2 separate regions of the Mus musculus genome follow, and region 2 is linked to region 1. The links are chromatin contacts, called in public Hi-C maps. All regions are on one chromosome and are shown on one strand. The core of a region is the stretch at or near the end of the contact, and the rest is flanking DNA. Distances in the headings are between cores, read along the strand shown.

Region 1 (6,524 bases), core at 2,716-5,215:
CATTCTGAATGTTCTATCCACTGTTAAATGTGGAGAATGGAAGTCTCTAAAACTTATTGTATTCATTTATAGACGTATTTAAACTATTCCAACACAAACACTATATCAGTTTTGTTTGCTTTCCCAAGTCTAATATTCCTCTCTTGGCCTCATTAATGAGATGTATTCTGTGTAATGTGAAGTTTATGCAGGCAAGCACAACACCCCTTCCTTCTAACCCACTGCCCACTGTCTTGGTTAAGATGATTTCACCCCAGCAACGGGTAATACACATGGCTGAAGCTCTGCTCCTCTGTTGTTTTTCCCATTTGTTTTATGCTTAAACCCTTAAGCCATCTGGAATTTACTTTACTGTATGGAAGAAATTAAAAGTCTCTTCATTTTCTTCTCAAAGGATAGAGTCGTTTGGAGAGTATAACTTCATATATTAGTGATTTTTGTTTTCACCAGGGTCAGCTTCCTAGATGGTTTTAATGGGCAGTCGCACATGGTGCCACAGCCCAGGGCTGGCTTCCTAGATGGTTTTAATGGGCAGTCCCATACGGTGCCATAGCCCAAAGGACCCTGTGTGTTTAGCTTCATCTTCTGCTGTCGCCATCTTGAAATGCTTCCTGACTCTAGTTGTATTTTATAAGTAAATTCTGATAGGCCACTGATCGGGGTTCTCTGTATAGTCCAGCATTCCCCTGCCTCTCCCAGCTCCAACTCGCTAGACCTCCAGGTACACCACCTCAGCCCAGCTTCCATCCCTACCTATTCCCACCTTCTCTTCTTTTCAAACCCCCAATATGCAAGATCACAAAAATTTAGCTATATGCAGCCTTACTGTAAGACAGACTGAAAGATAGACTTCACCCAAAGAAACCACTGAGTTAAGCTATGAAATTCCACAGCAAAGATCCAACTTTGGGGCTGAGAAAAATGGCTCAGTGGTTAAGAGCACTTGTTGCTCTTTCAGAAGACTCAAGTTCTGTTCCTGGCATCCACTTGGTGGCGTATGAACCATGTTTAATTCTACTTCCAGGAGACCCAACATCTTCTTCTGAACTCTACAAACAGAAGGCACACCCATAATGCACATACATACATAAGCAAAATACTTGTGCACATATTTTTTTAAGTCTAAATAAACTAAAGATCCAACATGGGAGATAGGGGGCTGGCGAGATGGCTCAGTGGTTAAGAGTGCCAACTGCTCTTCCAAAGGTCCTGAGTTCAATCCTAGCAACCACATGGCAGCTCACAACCATCCATAAAGAAATCTGATGCCCTCTTCTGGAGTGTCTGAAAACAGCTACAGTGTACGTACATATAATAAATAAGTAAATCTTTTTTTTTTTAATTAAAAAAAAAAAACATGGGAGATAGGAAAAGAGATTTTTTTAATGAAGATATCAAGTCCCAAGGCCTATAGAACAATCAGTCCACACCACAGCTGATCTGAGGGCTGTGGAGAGAAACACTAGGAGAGCAAGTGAAACTGCTGAGTTGTATGGGGAATGTTCTAGATGTTGCCAGGGGACTTTTAGAGCTATGAGAAAGTTTGGGTTAAATATGAACTATTTGGGTTGAGTGAGTTTTAGGAAGAGAAGGGGGAACCATCCCTAGCAATCATCAACTCCAAGAAATATAAACTATACAAACAAGAGGAACTAGAAGCACAGGTTATTTCTTGGCTAACTGTACAATAACTAAATAGTTCTATAAAGATAAAAATTGATGGGGGTGGGTGGGTATGGGGGACTTTTGGTATAGCATTGGAAATGTAAATGAGCTAAATACCTAATAAAAAATGGAAAAAACAAAACAAAAAAGATAAAAATTGAATATTTATCTCACTAGAAATTATGGAACTATATTGGGAAAGTGTCAAAGAGAAACTTGAGAGAGCTAAGATCTTTGTCTTTCTCAATGGGGGATCAATAGAAAATGAGAAGCCAGAAGGTTATGAAAAAGTATGTTAGCCTGCAAATCAGAAGTGCAGAGCTAGACACAACAGGAATAGAAAACGAATTAAAAGTACCAAGCAGGGGGTGTGGGGAGACAAGGCCTTAAAACTGTTGCTGTTAACATGGGTTTTGTAGACCTCTCACTGTTTCATCTAGCTATCCACGGCAGTCCACAGAATTTAAAAAAAATATTCCAAAGAGTAATGGGCAGTGGAAATTCTGGATTTGTCTCAGGTTGTGTTCAAGTCTGGCTCCAATCACTGGAGGTGAGTCTGCAACACCCAGCCACTTTCTGTCCAATTTAGAGAATGGTATTTTAGTATTAGTTTGGGTTTCTGTGGAGGGTTTTGGTGGTAGCAGTGGTAGTGGTGTGTGTGTGTGTGTGAGAGAGAGAGAGAGAGAGAGAGAGAGAGAGAGAGAGAGAGAGAGAGATCTATTTATTTTTTATTTTGATTACATTTATTCACTTACTCTTACACTCACATGTGGAGCTCAAAGGACAACATTCAAGAGTCAGTTCTGATCTTTCATGGAGTGGGACCCAAGGATTGAACCCAGGTAGTCCAGTTTGGTGGCAAAGGACCTTTACCCTCTGAGCCATCTAGCCAGCTCAGTGGTGTTAGTTTAAACGAGTGTGCTTTGCTTGGGTTCTCTAGAACATCAAAGAACTGGGTGACAGCATGGATAATTAAACTCTAATTTTAGAACTTTTTAAATTGCTAAATTGCTTTTGTGTGCTTTCCAAAAGAGTTTCTGATCTGCTTCCTGGCTCTTGGATTTTTTTTTAATCTATTATTGCCTTTTCCCGATCCTTTCAACTCCAAATGCTTCCTTTAAATTCTGTTTGTGCTTCTCACATCTGACCTCTGCTTCCCAGGTGGAGCTTGACTGTATCTCTGCCACGATCTCAGAAAAGGCCCAGGACTTTTCAACACTAGGAAGAGGAATGAGAGAGAGAGACCTTGGAGCTTTTCCTAAGAGAACGAAGAAAACTCAAATGATAAAGAGAAATTATCAATTGCTACTAAAATCTAGAACAAGAACTTCTTCATTGTGCCTTATTGAGATGTTCATTCTAAATTGTTACCATTTGGAATATATTTAGTAATCATTCAGATTATCTTTGTAGAGGATTTTATGGACTAAGTGGGATCACTTGACCTGATCTCACACAGGCTTTTGATCACCTGATGTGTGAGACTTTCTCCCTGAGATCTTTATTTAATTGGTTGGGTATAGTACGGATGTAGAGACTTCCCAGCCTGTTCTGGAAGGCTGCAAATTCTGAGCCACACTGGGCTGAGTCATGCCACAGTATCCACTCTGAAGACACCTCAAAAAAAGAAAAAAAATCCAAATCCACAACAGAATCCAAGGACTAAAATCACTTGGTGTCTTGATAGTATGAACTCAGGATCCCTAAATTTCTCTCTTTAGTTTGCAGTGGGTTCCCAAAATGGCATACAGTGTACACAAGAGTAGTTTGGGTGGCTGGTGACTCTCCTTCATCATGGCTGCCCTCTTTATGATGAAAATGCTCATTTCTTGTGAAGCAGTATATTTGTGCCGTCCACTTCAGAGTCACCCTGCTTGTTCAGACAAATGGGTTCTCTAAGCCTTTTGAGGGGTGCTGGTGATTGAACCCCATATGTGCACTACAGAAGTACAATCCCAGCCCACCCTGAACTTTTGAATCAGGGAACTGGATGTTCAGGCCCTGGCAGCTCATCTCCCATACGTAGTCAGAAGGTGTCTTGTGAATATATGTGCACTGCCCCTTCACCAGTAGCAATGGCCCTGGCCCTCATGAAGAAGCACATGCTTGGAAATGAATCAAGTCCCACTGCTGAGACTCGAGATGGATAGGAGCAGTGGGATGTAATTAGTAAAACAGATAGTGGCTCTGCAAAGGAGGCTGTGAACCAGAGCCAAAGCTGGGACTGAACAGGACAGAGCACAGACCAACAGAGTGTGCGTGCTGGTGCAGTGATGCAGAGCTGAAACATCAGAGACAGCCAGGCCAACATGGAGCCGTGCTGGCCTGAGTCCCAGAATGGAATGCAGGGCTGAGCCCAGATAGGAGGAGCCACAGAGGGAGCAAGAAGGCAGCCTTTTGAGGTACCCTGATTTTCTTAAAGAGTTTTTTAGGTGTGTGTGTGTGTGTGTGTGTGTGTGTGTGTGTGTGTGTGTGTGTGTGTATACGCATGTGTATGTATGAATGCAAGTGCCCATGGAGGCCAGAAGACATCATCGGTTCCCTAGAGCTAGAGTAGGTAGTTGTGAGCTTAGACCTGAACTCAGGTTCCTCAAGAATAGTATGTACTCTTAACCAGTGAGCCATCTTGCCAGTCCCAAACATTTTGATTTAAACTAAGGCCACCAGTCCTACCCCTAGATTCAATCTGACCTCTGGTGCTGTGCACAGCTAGATTTATAACCTTGACAGGAGCCAGCCAGTGTGGGTGTGGTCAGACCATTATACATGAGTTCAGCTCAGACTCTGAGCCACAAACAGCACACTCAAAATGCTCTCCCACCTGCACACATACTCAGAGTCTGGGCCTGGCAGAAGAAGGAAAGCAAAGCAGTTCTGTTGTTTTCCTGTGTGTATCTGTGTGTGTGTGTGTGTGTGTGTGTGTGTGTGTGTGTGTGTGTACATGTACATGTGTGTATACACATGTGTGCATAGGTACATAGATGTGTGTGTGTCAAAAGAGACTCTCGGTGCTGTCTTGCCTTCTGTTTTTCATTTGTGACAGGTTCCCTCATTGGCCTAGAACTTCACCAAGTAGGCTGGGCTAGCTGACGGGCAAGCATCCAGAGGTCCACCTGTCTCCACACTCCATCTTGCAGTCCTGGGACTGCAGGTGTGCACTGCTATGCCCAGGTTTTTAATGTGGGTTCTGAGGTTCTGAAATAAGGTTCTTAGGACTTCCAGGCAAATCATTTGTTGACTAAGCCATCACCTCAGCCTCCAGAACTAACAGTTTTGAGCTAACATATGAGATATGGACACAAAATCCATCTTTACTACTAATGAGAAATGCAAATTATCCTTTTTCCTATATGTGCTAGTATGCTTTCCGTTGTTATGATAAAAACACTCTAGCAAAAGCAGTCTTACGAGGAAAAGGTTTGTTTGGCTTACACATCCCGATCACAATCCATCACTGAGAGAGTCAGGACAGGAACTCAGAAACATGTTGCTTCCTGGCTGGCTCACTGGCTTGCGCTCAGCTAGCTTTCTTATACGTCCCAGGCCCACCTGCCTGGAGACAGCACTGCCCACAACAGGCCCTTCAGGCAATTCCTCTCAGACATGGCCACAGGTGGGTCTGAGCAAGGCAGTTTTTTAGTTGAGGTTCCTGCTTCCCAGATGACCCTAGGTTTGTGTCAATTTGACAGTAAGAACTAACCAGACACTGTACATTTAGAATAACCCTCCTCTACAGATCAGACCAGATCAGGCCTGGTTTGTTTTTATATATATTTATTACATGTTGCGTGTGCATGCATGCGGAAGTCAAACTACAATTCTCAGGAGTGAGTTTTCTCCTTCCTCCATGTGGTTCCAGTCCGGAACTTCAGTCACCAAGGGAAAAGCACCTTCACACACTGAACCATCGCTCTGGCCCCAGACCTGGTCCTTCCCAACCATTCCCTTTATGCCTATAAACCATCTGAGGAAGGCTGAATGCTCCACAAAGGAGGAATATAGGGGGGAAAGTGAGGCTATATTTTAAACCACCATTGTAAAGAACAACAAAATCAAAAACAGAAAAAAGTAAGAAACGCTTGGTTTGAAAACTGAAGATGTGTTGACTCACTTAACTAGAATCCAGAGTTAGGGTAGATTTGAGGCCCTATCAAAAACCCAGTATCTTCCTGCCTTTTGCTGTTATTCGTAGGATCATTTTTAAATTGTTTTCCTCATGGTCACAGGGACAACTGCCAAAAGCACTGACGGTTATATGAGTCCTTGTTTAGATCTAGCCAGAGTTTTAAAATCACTGAATTTTTTTAAAGTTTTATGAATGTATCTTATGTATGCTGACCACCTCCCCCTCATACTGTCCTGCCCTCCCTTTTCTTGTCCCTTCTGATCCTGTTAGTCCCTGCAGTCCCCGAAAATGGTTCCACTTATGCTCTCAGGTCATATATGCAAATATGTCATTGTATATCTATATAAATTCTAGAAACAACAAATTAAAGAAAACACAGCATATTTGTCTTTCTGAGACTGGCTGAATATGATTATCTCCAGTTATATCCACTTTCCTACCAACAACATGACTGGAAAAATCCCATTGTGTGTTGAAACCATGTTTTCTTTCTCCATTCCCCCATGGCTGGGCACCTGTGTTGGTTCCATGACTTAACTGTTGTGAACAGAAGCCCCAGGGAACACCAGGGCACAAGCATCTCTGTGATGTGTTGACTTGGATGGAGTCCTTCAGGTAAATACCCAGGAGTGGGCACCTACGAGGTATTGTTAGGTTTTTGAGAAACCACCATCCTGTCTTCCACAGCAGCTGGCCTAGTTTACATTCCCACTCTTCCCTGTCGTCCACATCC
Region 2 (6,524 bases), core at 2,440-4,939, 110 kb before region 1:
CCTGTTCTCTGTCCCCTCTTATGTGCTTAAACTCTGAAGCACATGAAACTCAACACCCACAGGCCTTTTGGTTCACTCTTCTCTTTCCCACCCATAGTCACAGTTCACTCATGATAAGATTCAGTCTGACACAGTAGGGTTGTCACCAATAGGCTGCCTGAAGTTTTTTTAATTTTTTAATGTTTTGTTTATTTTACAGGTGTGGGTATTTAAGCCTGCATGAATATCTATACACCACATTGTGCAGTGCCCTTAGAGGCCAGAAGAGGGCACCCAATTACCTGGAACTGGACTTACAGACAGTTGTGAGCTGTCATAAGGGTGCTGGAGATGGAACTTGGATCCTCTGGAAGAGCAGCCAGTGCTCTTAATCACTGAGCCATCTCTCCAGCCCTGCCTGGGTTTTTGTTTGGGTTTGGTTGGTTGGTTGGTTGGTCTGTCTCTTTGTTTGTTTGTTTGTTTATCTTGCTGGGTTCTAATGGAAATGTGAATAGGCTGCCGGCTGCTTCATCAGTAGTGGCATTTCCAGGCTCTCAAGTGGCAAGAGCCTATAGGGTATGCTAACAGACCTAGAGGCTTATAGCTCTTAGTCCCAAATACAAGAGGCTTATAGTTCTAAGTTCGAAAGGCCAAACTTACAGCTCTAGGTTTTCAGGTCAGCCTGCCTTGCTCATCCAGGTCCCCACACTTACCGATGGCCCGTGGTACAGTAGCAGCAGGCAGTGGCCCATCCACTTTCAGCAGCGGTTGCTGTCCTAGTTCTCAGCTAGTGCTTTGGTTCCTGTGACTGGGGCCCAGAGTCTGCAGCCTCAGCTCCTCATGGACCTCTGCCTTCCCCAGACTTGGTTTTCCCCACCTCTCGTTGTTCACATTGTCTCGGCTGCCTCTCCTTCCTGCAGCTGCTGCTAATGGGCCCTCTCTGGAGGTCTTCAGTTACCATCTTTCTTCTGCTTCTCCTCCTGCTGCTGCTGCTACAACCACTGCTTCTTGCTACCACCACCACTGCCACCATTGCCATCACCAGTCCTACCACTGTCACCACTGCCTCTGCCACTGCCACCACCACTGCTACCACTGCCACTACAGTGATGTCATTCATTCACAGAGGAAAAATAAAGACATAAAACTAACATTCTCACCAGCATTTAATGGTGGCTAACAGTATTTATCAATGCTTAGCAGTGTTTAATTCCTATGCAAATATCTTAGGGAAAAACAGATCCCTCTAGTGTAGTGGTTCTCAACACTTTGAGGGTTGGTGGTCACTTAAGACCATTTTCATATCAGATATTTGCATTACAATTCATAACAGTGACAAAATAACAGTTATGAAGTAAAAGCAAAATAATTTTGTGGTTGGGGCTCACCCCAACATGAAGAACTGTATTAAAGGGCTGTAGCATTAGGAAAATTGAGAACCACTGCTCTAATGATAATTCAGAGGGTCTGAGATGCTATAAATGCCTATATACATAGTGATTCTGGCTTTCTGGAACATACTCTCTTCACTGCAACTGACCAGTTTTGCTTTTATAACAGGAAAGCAGTCTCAGTTAATATGTAATGAGAGTATATTAGTTGTTAACAAAACTTTATTTACAAAGCCAAGTAGCAGATAAGATTTGGTCAACTGGGTTTGCCCTGAGAAGAATGAATACAAATTAAGTTGGCATCTAGAACTTTAGTTACTAAATGGGCTAGCTTGGGATGAGGTGGATAGAATAGAGTGGTGTAGACAGAAGAGGCTAGGAGGCAATGGGTGCAATGGATAGGTTTGAATGGAATATATGGGGATTACCCCCATGGAGAAATAACCATTGTTTTATTAATATTAATACACACACACACACGTGCCAATAGTGTATCAACATCAATCAAAAAAAAAATCCTAGCATGGATGAGGGAACCATCTAAAGCTACGACCCTAGCAGCAGCAGAGTTATTGGTGGTTAATGGCTACTGAGAAAGCAAGAGTCAATTTCCTCTGAGAACATGGTCACAGGAAGGTCACCAGTGGATGGCCCAGGCTGGCTCATTCTGCCTCAGTCTCCTGGGTGACAGAATTACAGATGTGTACCACTATACTTGGCTCTCTACTTTGTTTTATGTTTGGAAAGTTTCATGACAGATTTTTTTAAATTAATGTGTATGATAGCTTTGCCTGTGCACTTGTATGTATACCATGTGTATGTCTGCCACCTGTAGAGGCCAGAAGAGGGCATTAGGTGCCCTAGAACTGGAGTTATAGGTGGTTGTGTGCTGTCACATGGGTGCTGAGAATCAAACTAAGGTCTCTGGAAGAGCAGCAGATACTCTTACCCGATGAGCCATCTCTACAGAACCTCAGTAACGGGTTGTGTTTATTATGAGACTCTAAAGCTGCCCTCTCACCCCTGGTACATTCTAACTCAGTTGTTGTAACCCCAACTCTGACCCAGGCCTTCTCCCCTACCTTTTTCTACACCATCAGGATAGAAGGAGAGTGCCCCCTTGTAATGACAAAGAACATGGGAGGATTCTCTGTGACAGTGGCCTTCCTCTATCCCAGCCTCCAGCCATGTCCTGAAGCAGCTGGTTCTAGCTCTGAGGCAAGAGAACAGCTCTGACAAGAATCATTCAAACCTTTTACATTTTACATTACCCACAAGAGATAGAAGTGATCTTATCTGGCAAATATGACAACCCATAAGTTATATCTAAGGGACTGGTGGCCATTAATCCATTTTGCATTTAGCCCAGCAATATCTCCTAGCATCCCCAGCCCCCTCAAATAAAAAAAAAAAAGTCTAATTATTAAATGTTCTATGTGCTGATTTTAACAGCTTACTGGCTTTCTCACTAACTGACTAATACGCTCTACTGATTTCTCCTGAGGTGAATATGAATAACTATCTATTCTCCCAGATAAGGCACTGTTGACAAACCAATTCCACCCAAGTCTGGCTCTGTGAGCCAGTGTGTACTGGGTATAACTTCCAGGCATCTGCTGCACAAAAAGCCCCAACCCAGCCTGAATAAAATATTGTGAGAGCTGCTTCCCGGAACTCCCTGGCCAACTCGTAGACAGCTCTACCAAAGAGCCTACCCCTAGAAGTTGTTTACTGTTTATACGACCTTGGAGAAGGGCACCATGAGAATTACCAGTCACTTGAGCTTCCGACGTCTTAAGAATTTCCTTCCTCTCTTTGATTAGCACTGAATAAGAATGAAATCTCTGACATACATTCATTTCCTATTAGCATGCAAATGGTTGTTCTTCACTTTTAGAAAATTACATGTATCATCCCTCTGGGTGTTTCTCCCATGCATTGGCTGTTCCTACTCTGATGACGAGGAACTCTGGGGTAACCCATTTCCTTTTTGGACAGCACTGGTCCTTTTAAGAATGATGTTTTTATTTAGCTAGAATCTGTCTCTGCTGTTTCTTCCTTCTGTTAACTCAGTGCAAACAGCAAGGGCTCCAGAATTAGACAAACCCGGGCCCACATCCCAGTCCCCAGATCTCAGTCCCACTGTGTTGTTATAAGACCCTGTTTAAGAAAGGTGTTTGATCTTCCCTCTGCCCCCTCTTCCTGATCCTCCAGGTATGAGAACTAAATGGGATGCGTCCGTGGAGAGCATTTAGCACAGTGCCCAGTGCGTAGTGGGTTCGTTCATCTCCGTCGTTTCCTTATCCATTCACTCACTCGATAAAGGCGAAGCTCGGCTGGCGAACGCTAGAGATGGGAACACGCATAACAAATAGTTCCCGTTCTGCCTGTGCATGCAAATTAGCAAGAGAGAAAGAAATGTTTAAAAAGAGATTCTAGTACAGCATGGTAAGTAGAACAATAGAATCCTGTAAATGCAGAAGAGAAAGCGATTCACTCTGAGGCAGAAGCAGAGGTTGCTGCCAAAGCGGGCTTCCTGCGAAGGTGATACCCACAATGTGCTTGGAACAGGAGTAAGGGCTTCCCTGGCATCCATGGAGGGAAAGGAATTATGGATTTGAGCAACAGAACCTCAGGCTACGGCGTGATGGAATACAAAAGGCACACGAGAGGTAGAGAGGCAGATCTGGAAGGTCCACAATGAGCTGTAGTGGGTGAGCAAGGGAAGTGCAATTGTTTCTTTAAAAAAAAAAAAAAGATGGAGAGCTTCTGAAAGATTTTAGACAGGCAATGTTATATGTATATTTTAGTAAGGTCACAGTGACATGATCTATGAGAAATGAAGCAAGACCAAGGCTGAAGAATGCTGTTGACAGTCCAGTCTAAATAATGAAGGGACAGGAGTGAGACTTGGAATAGAGAGAAGAGAGGAAAATGCTTAGGAAACACGTGGCAAGTGGCAGGATAATCGCGGCATGACCACCACCTTACTTCCTCCATCACACCCAGGAGTCTTGTTGCTAGGATAGGCCTTGATGCTGGCCCAGAGTCAGAGGGGGATGATAATGAGGATCAGCCCATCTGAATACCTAGTCTATATTTTATGAGCACTTTATACTTTATTCCATAGGAAGGAATCTACATACACACACACACACACACACACACACACACACACACACACACACACTGCTGATAGTTTTAAATCATCTATAGATCTAGATTACAGATGTCCAAATGCAGGAGCCTATGGGGACACTTCATATTCAAACTATAGCAGTTGGAAACAGGATAGTACATGAGAGTGACAAACAGAAGTACAGCTGCCATGAAAACAGATCTGTGTCACAGGTTACAACAGCCATGTCCACTGAAGGGCTGGACACGCTGCAGCCCAATGGCCTCATCTCAGCCCCTCTAGGTCCCTTAGAGCCAATCTTGCTAGCCCTTGAAGAGACGGAGGAAAGAGGCACATCTAAATGCACAGGTATATGAATGCAAGTCTTAGCTCCTCCAGGCTTCTCTCCTGCAGCCTCACTCCTTACTCTTCCTTAATGAGCAAGCTTTGTCTTTTCTTCCCATCTTCATTTTCTCCATTGCACACACCCATGGCTGATCTTGTTTCAAGGTCTCAAGGTCCAATGTCAGGTCATTTCCCTCCTTTCCAATTCTTTTTTTTTTAAATATATATTTATCTTTACTTGTTTGTTTGCTTGCTTAGAGGAAGCATATCCGTGTCATGGTGTGTGTGGAGGCCAGAGGATAATGTGCATGAAATGGTTCTACCATGTGGGTCCTGGAGGTTGAACTCGGGTCATCAGACTTAGCAGCACGTGCCTTGGCTCACTGAGCCCTCTCACCAGCCCCTCCTTCCCAATTCTTGACTCAACCCATCTGCTTAGAGCTGTCTCCCATTGGTCTCTCACCCACCATCCAAACCTTAAGTTACGTTGAACTTCATTAGCTCAAAAGTAAAGAAAAGTGACTAAATGCCACAGACACCAGTAAGAGGCAAGAACAAGGAGAATCCACAGTCCTTGCTGGAAAGGGCAACCTTATATTAACTATTAAGTCAGGGACTATTCAGCAGGCTTCTGAAAGTTAATAACAAGCTTACATAATCAGATGGAAGATCTACAGGAAGCTGGTACCCACAGGTCAATCTACAAATATCCCAGGGGATGACTCGTGTGAAATTTTTTTTTTCTTTTGGTTTCTCCATGAAGACAATGCTTCTCTTTATTCATCTCCAAACCCTAAGAGTCTGGACTGATGCTCAACAAATTCCAGGAACTCAGTGTCTGTGTCTACAGCGAGGAGTTGTATACGGCAAGTCCACGGAGAATGTCTGACAACAGGTCAGGGTTCTCTGTCTGCAGCCCGTGATGAACAAGTTAATGAAACATTCAAAGTTTGGAGAGAAGTGGATAACATGTGAAGAATTTAGAATTCAAAGTATCTGAAGAGGCCAGAGAAAAGTGGCCATTGTATTGAGACATGGTACTAGAACCATCGTGCCAGACAATGAGAGGTGCGGGTTTGGCAACAGTGCTCTTGGGAAACTGCCCATCAACTCAGTGGGAGCTTGAAGCTGCTGAGAAAGATCTGGATACTGAGGCACAGAACCTACAGCAGAGGAAAGAAATTAAGCCATACAAAATATGCTGACTTGAGAATCACCACGACCATGTGCTGGGGTTTGAAATATGCCCAGAAGCCGGGCAGTGGTGGCACACATCTTTAATCCCAACACTTGGGAGGCAGAGGCAGGTGGATTTCTGAGTTCAAGGCCAGCCTGGTCTACAAAGTGAGTTCCAGGATAGCAAGGACAGTGAGCTACACAGAGAAACACTGTCTCAAAAAACCAAAAAGAAAGAAAGAAAGAAAGAAAGAAAGAAAGAAAGAAAGAAAGAAAGAAAGAAAGAAAGAGGGAGGGGGGAGGGAGGGAGGGAGGGAGGAAGGAAGGAAGGAAGGAAGGAAGGAAGGAAGGAAGGAAGAAGGAAGGAAGGAAGGAAGGTGCCTAGAGAAGGCTGAAGATGTATTAGTCGGTGGGGGGGGCATTATTAAGTGTTACACGCTAGCTTGTTTAAAACAAGAGAAATGTGTCCTCTCACACTTCTGGAAGTCAGAAATAAAACCGTTGTTCATGGAGCT

What was found. Hi-C and Micro-C count contacts between places; a contact is called where the count stands out from the background.
Region 2: a Hi-C map of cortical neurons shows a contact between it and region 1, with 2.1 times the contacts expected there. The contact joins two enhancer-like sites. A contact is called at or near these places in 1 of 15 datasets of contacts at CTCF or cohesin (stem cell-derived epiblast-like cells), 46 of 484 Hi-C or Micro-C datasets (B cells, the G1E-ER4 cell line, the HL-1 cell line and 13 more) and 3 of 115 datasets of contacts at active chromatin or transcription factors (all in embryonic stem cells).

Annotation. Positions count from the first base shown.
Region 1 is chr7:111,189,307-111,195,830 of GRCm38.p6, reverse strand. No RefSeq gene overlaps it. Among named protein-coding and RNA genes, the nearest start is that of Gm33098, 18 kb to the left of the region's middle. Within about 2 kb of position 3,965, at least 35 of the 459 cell types and tissues checked have an H3K27ac peak or open chromatin away from gene starts, as enhancers often do. A contact at or near this core is called in cortical neurons, where this site is marked.
Region 2 is chr7:111,299,141-111,305,664 of GRCm38.p6, reverse strand. No RefSeq gene overlaps it. Among named protein-coding and RNA genes, the nearest start is that of Gm33145, 17 kb to the right of the region's middle. Within about 2 kb of position 3,689, at least 27 of the 459 cell types and tissues checked have an H3K27ac peak or open chromatin away from gene starts, as enhancers often do. A contact at or near this core is called in cortical neurons, where this site is marked.